Regions from separate parts of the Mus musculus genome. Here region 1 is linked to region 2. Evidence: chromatin contacts called from public HiChIP or PLAC-seq data. All regions are on one chromosome and are shown on one strand. Each heading gives the region's core, a stretch centred on a gene start, on an enhancer-like site or on the middle of the called end of the contact. The rest is flanking DNA. Distances are from core to core; before and after follow the strand shown. Region 1 overlaps Gm13025 (a long non-coding RNA gene). Region 2 overlaps Pax7 (paired box 7).

What was found. HiChIP or PLAC-seq counts read pairs in DNA pulled down with a chosen protein or histone mark.
Region 1: a contact with region 2 is called in an H3K27ac HiChIP or PLAC-seq map of large pre-B cells, with 1.9 times the contacts expected there. The contact joins two enhancer-like sites. A contact is called at or near these places in 1 of 39 promoter capture datasets (hippocampal neurons), 1 of 15 datasets of contacts at CTCF or cohesin (large pre-B cells) and 1 of 115 datasets of contacts at active chromatin or transcription factors (large pre-B cells).

Annotation. Positions count from the first base shown.
Region 1 is chr4:140,683,517-140,686,216 of GRCm38.p6, forward strand. Gm13025 (a long non-coding RNA gene) reads left to right here. Exons shown (of 3, transcript XR_001784551.2): 3 at 568-2,595. Among named protein-coding and RNA genes, the nearest start is that of Gm13025, 5.1 kb to the left of the region's middle. Within about 2 kb of position 1,440, at least 126 of the 459 cell types and tissues checked have an H3K27ac peak or open chromatin away from gene starts, as enhancers often do.
Region 2 is chr4:139,737,584-139,740,283 of GRCm38.p6, forward strand. It overlaps Pax7 (paired box 7), which reads right to left. Exons shown (of 9, transcript NM_011039.2): 9 at 498-2,700. Among named protein-coding and RNA genes, the nearest start is that of Gm42334, 4.0 kb to the left of the region's middle. Within about 2 kb of position 1,383, at least 11 of the 459 cell types and tissues checked have an H3K27ac peak or open chromatin away from gene starts, as enhancers often do.

The sequences.
Region 1 (2,700 bases), core at 190-2,689, 950 kb after region 2:
TGAGCCACCATGTGGTTGCTGGGATTTGAACTCTGGACCTTTGGAAGAGCAGTCGGGTGCTCTTACCCACTGAGCCATCTCACCAGCCCCTCCTCTTACTTTTTGAGACACGTTCTCTCACTGAACACAGAGTCCATCTCTTCAGGGAGCTCCAGGGATCCCCAGTCTCTTGTCTCTCCAATGCTAAGCCTAAAGGCTCAGCGGGCTCCTCCGTGGGTGCCTAGAATCAGATCTCGAGCAGGAGGCAGACGCTTTAGTCCGTGCATGTCCCCACAGAGGCCAGACGTGTCAACTCCCTGGATCTGGCTGCACAGATCAGATCATTGTGAGCTACCCCACCCCCACCCCCCAGGGACAGCAGCAGTGCGTGTCCTTGTCCCTGACTGCTGAGCTCACTAACACCTTGCTGATTTACCTACTTATTTGAGTCAAGGTCTCAATAGGTAGCCCAGGCTAGTCTTCAACTTGAAATCCCCCTGCCTCCACCTCCCAAGAGGAGGGACCACCACCGGCACGCACCCCTAATACCAACTTGTCTCTCTCTCTCTTTTTTTTCCCCTTTCACAGAATGGCATGTTTCTTCATTAACCAAGACATCACTGACATGTTCTTCCCTCTACCGTCCCACAGGGAGCCTGGTAATTCCCACAGACTTCAGGCCCCGCCCCAGAACAATGAGGTCTCTGGGCCCCCAGCAGATAGGAAACACATGGCCACACAGTCTGTTAGATTGTCAGGATCAAAGCAGAACATCTGGTTCTGACCCCCAGAGGGGCCCCAGCCGGAGCGCCAGCTCCTGTACCACAGTGGAAGGTCATTTTTTCCAGCCGTTTCGTGGTTCTCCATCAGGAAGGGAGGGGGGCTGTGATTGCCCCCCACAGAACATCTGTCAATGTCAGGAGATATTTTCGGGTTTTCCAGCTGAAAGGAAGGAGGAACTGCTGACATCTGTGAGGTGGGGGCCCCCCCCCCCGGGGCTAGCGCTGAGCCAGCTGCGGTTGCTCATGTCAAACAGCAGCTCTGCCCAAACTGATCTGGGGAAACTGAGGGGGTCCCTCCTGGGGTTCCTAGCTTCATTAATAAACGGATTTAAGAATGAACTCAATTGGAGACACAAGGACAATTTTATTAGAGTCTAAAAGAAAACCCCCAGGGCGGGCAGGCTGTAAACCTCCGCAGCTGCCCAGAGGAGGAGAGCACAGAAAGGGAACTGGGACCATGCCATTTAAGCTGGGACGGAAGTCAGACACGTGGCTAGCAAGCGGCCACATGGTGCCAAGGGAGGCTTTGGAGAAAGTGTAAGGAAGGCCGGAATGTCAGAGGGAACCCCCAAAACCTGGCTTAAAAAAGAGATAGGAGAAAGGATAAACTTACGCTTGCTAAATAAACAAATTTACCAGATTAAGTGGCTGCAATAAATGGGCTTCCCCACTAGGGACAGGGCTTCTGGGAGGAGACCATAGTATCTCAGTAATTCCTTCTGCCTGTCTCTTCCCAGGACCCCACTGTCCTAGGAATGGCCCTTAGGGAAAGTGAATGACCCGCCTCCACCCCACCCCGAGCCACAGATTCCATTCTCTGGACCAGTAGTAGGTTCAAGTTCAAGTTAGTGCAAAGGACTGGGAAATGACACTTGGGAAGGTGACGTTGGCCTGTATAGTCACAGGACAAAAGGCAAGTCGTGAATCATTGCACATTATAGAGGGGGTGGGGGATGGGGGAGTGGGATGTGGCTCAACCGCTCACCTAGTACACAAAGCCAGAGGTTCAGTCCCCAGCACTGCATGTGGGCGTGCCTGCCATGCTATTGCTCAGAAAACCGAAGGATCAGTTCAAGGTCACCCTCACCTGGGTCGTGAGTTCTAAACCAGCCTGAGATACATGAAACCCTGTCCCAAAGCAAAACTAGAATGCATTGGCCGTGCCTTCAGGTAGACAAACCATAGCAGCTGAAGGAAATGCTGAGCTGAACTCACAGAAATCCACCTGCCTCTGAGTGCCCGGATTAAAGTCCCGGGCAACCATGACTGGTTCCCTGGTTTTGAGACATAATCCAGACTAGCCTTACACGCTCCGTGTGACCAAAGATGCTGTAGAATTTCTGATCCTCCTGCCTCCACCTTCCAAGATGAGATTGCAGGTGTGTGTGTCGATTCCTGCTTTATAAAGTGCCAGGCCGAAGCATTGGCTTCCTGAAGGCTGCAGGCAAGCACAGCTCCCTGCTTTCAAAAACCTATCGAATCAAAGTCTTAGCTTAAGGGTTGATGGAAGCTGCATCCTTGTGTGTCAAGAATGTCTTCTAAAAGTCAAGAGGATGTCAGGTCATACAAGAGGTGGATCGAAAATGGTTACTACGGGAGACTGAAGACAACTGGGATGATGCACTCGTGACCTACACCCTTCATCTCTCTGGAAGTGTCATGTTCTACACAGCCAAGGTCAAGAGAGCTGCAGATCCTCAAAGACAAATGTAGCCTCTTCAGAGAACATCAGTTCCATTTACACAGCACAGAGGGTGATCGTGCCAGAGAGGATGGCCCGGCTGTGTGTGTATGCATGTGTCTCTGTGTGTGCATGTGTCTGTGTGTGTCTGTGCATGGGTGTGTACGTATGTATGTCTCTGTGCGTCTGTCTGCACGAGTGTGTAAGAGTGTGTATATGTGCTGGGCAGTGGTGGCGCACGCCTTTAATCCCAGCACT
Region 2 (2,700 bases), core at 133-2,632:
GCTACTGTGGAGTCCCTCAGCAAGGCTTAGCTCCATGTCTGAGAACATTCTACCATTTCCATGCAAAACAATACCAGCCTCTGGTGGAGCATGCTAATCCAGGCTCCGTCCTGGGCCACAGCCATCATCTGGCTGCGAAACCACCCTGCTCTCCTGTCTCCCTGGCTAGCTCCTCCCCTCACTCTTCTCTCCTACCCTCTTGCTTCCTAATTTCTGTTTCCTGTGCTTGTTCCTGGTCCCCTAAAAGAAGGGCAAAGTTAATTCGCCTATAAAGTAAAGGAGTAGGAGCTTGGCTCTTCAAGCCATCTCTTTCATTTTCAGAGCGAGAGAGAAAAACCAAATCGGGAGTAGGGAAATGACAAAGAAAAAAAAAAAGAAGGAGGAACCCGAGAAAGGCTGGCATACATAATCCAAACACACAATGAGATCCCTACAGATGGTCCCCGGCACTAGCACGACACAAACTGTGGGGGTTTCTTTCCATTTTTTTTGTTTTTGTTTTTGTTTTTAAGTATATAGATTTATATATAAAAAGCCAATGTTCTATAAACAAACAGCACAACATCACATTTTCAACTACCAGACAATGAGTTCAGAGGGGCCTCCACAGAAGAACCAGTAGCTACTTGAGGTGACATGGAGGGCGCCCCTCTTATTTTGCTATTGACTCTATTTACAGGGATTGGGGTGGGGGCTGTTTCTGGTCCAGTCTGGCCACTGGAAATCGGCCTTCTTCTAGGTTCTGCTCAACCCCAGAGGGACGGCCACAGAGGGACGGCGGCGGAGAGGCCTGGTGCCTCTCATCTAATCGATGTCGCCTCACTGTTGAAATTACAAGCTGCCCAAACAAGGCTGAGTTTTACAGATCAAAGCAGACAGATTCACAAAAGCATGAGACAGTTGGGAAAACCTGTTGGGGTCAAGGGGTTCCCCACAACACAAGTCCCATTTTATACCAAGATGGCAGCTTGGGGGAGCATTCAGAGGCATGGCATGGAATGAGAAGTCATTTTGTTTTCTCCCAAGCAGGTCTCTAGTTGCGGTTACCCTCACGGGCAGATCATTATGATTGGTCCAAGCGTTGGAATGTTGCTCCCTTGGCTGGGACTGGGCCCTGTGGATGTCACCTGCTTGAAGTTCCTGCTCCTAAAGTGTAGTAGGTGAACGAAGACTCAGGTGTATCCAGAGCCAGGCCTCCAGGGAGCAAGGAATGTGGAGGAGGATGCATTTGGTCTTTGAAAGGGGTGCTTGCAGCTGTGAGAAGTTCAAAAGGAGAACCTGGGTTCCCAAGGGGGCAATGTGGCTTTCCTCTTGTCCAGACCTTGAAGAGCCCAACAGTCTCCTCCTTTGAAACCTGGACAGAGCTGGTGAGCTCCATCCGCCTGGTGCTCCATGCTACCAGAGAGTCAGTTTGCCCTCAGTTATTATTAGACTTCTCTAAACCACAGATACAAGCCATTCTAGTCATGGCCCGGGACAGGCTTCAGATAATAGGTCTAGAGATGAGAAATCGGTGTACATTGGTCACATGTTCATGTAGACAAGTGTCCCTGGTGTCTTGTCGGTTCAGGTCCCCAGGCAAAAGGAAGTCAGTTGGGGCTTTTAAGCCCATAGTTCCTCTCTCTAGGAATGTCTTGCTGGCTGAGGGCAGGAGACATGGGCCGGGCCAGCAGGTGGTTTCATGTGTACAGGTGGCAACAGGTGATCAAGCCCAGGGTTCCTGGATTTAGTGCTGTGGGGTACCAGCACTGGATGAGGGTGATCCAGAAGTAGGCTATAGCGAAGGAGAGGGTAAAGATGGATGCGATTTTGATAAATAGAGGATGATAAACAGCTCCACAGAGGAGAGGATTGGGGGGGGGGGAGGGCTCAGCAATCCGTTTCCCTCAAAAGACCCAGCTCTAAGAGAGGGCGGGGTACAAGGAAGACTCTGGAGTGCTTAAGAAAGGTGCTTTGTCCTCTTTGCTGGGACTTTTAGCATCTTCCTCTGTCCCCGGGGTGGCGGGGGTGGGGGTGGGATGGGGTGGCTTAGAAACAGTGCCCAGAGCGCACTGTGCTTTGTAAGGCGACAGAAGCCTCCTGACTGAGCAGCCATCACTGAAAAATATGCTACTCTGAAAAGGACAGCGACATGGCCTTCCTCTAAGATGCCAAGAAGGCTGGAACATCTTCTCTGGGGTGGAGCAGCAATTTTGTCTGGCCCGAGAAGGCTCTCTGCATCCGGTGGCATCAAGAGCCTTACATTCTGGAGGATGGAGGCCCCCTTTCAGGGAACCAGGTTTCCAGCTGCCAGCAAGATGGTATGCCGAACCCCAGGGGTGCGGACTTGAAAGCTTGGTGCTCTCTGACTGTCTGAGCCTGCCTTCTGCCTCCTGTCACCTCAAGACCTCTTCTCCTACCAATTGAGGAGAGTGACAGGTTCTGTGGGCTGCCCAGGCCTGACACAGTGGGCAAGCCTCTGTCAGATTGCAGCCTAGGAATCCTGCACCTCCTGATGCTAGATTCAGGACCAGGCATTCTGGGATAGCCCATGGGCAATCAGCTCTGCCTCTGTGCCCCCTACCCTCTGCTAGAATCCCTTCCTGGTCTCCTGATGCCCTGCAGGGTGCATAGGGACAGTCCTAAAGTCCTCTGGATTCCTAGGTAAAGCTGGGATGTTACCTGCTTTCTCCCCTGGGAACACCCTGGGGACTCATCTCA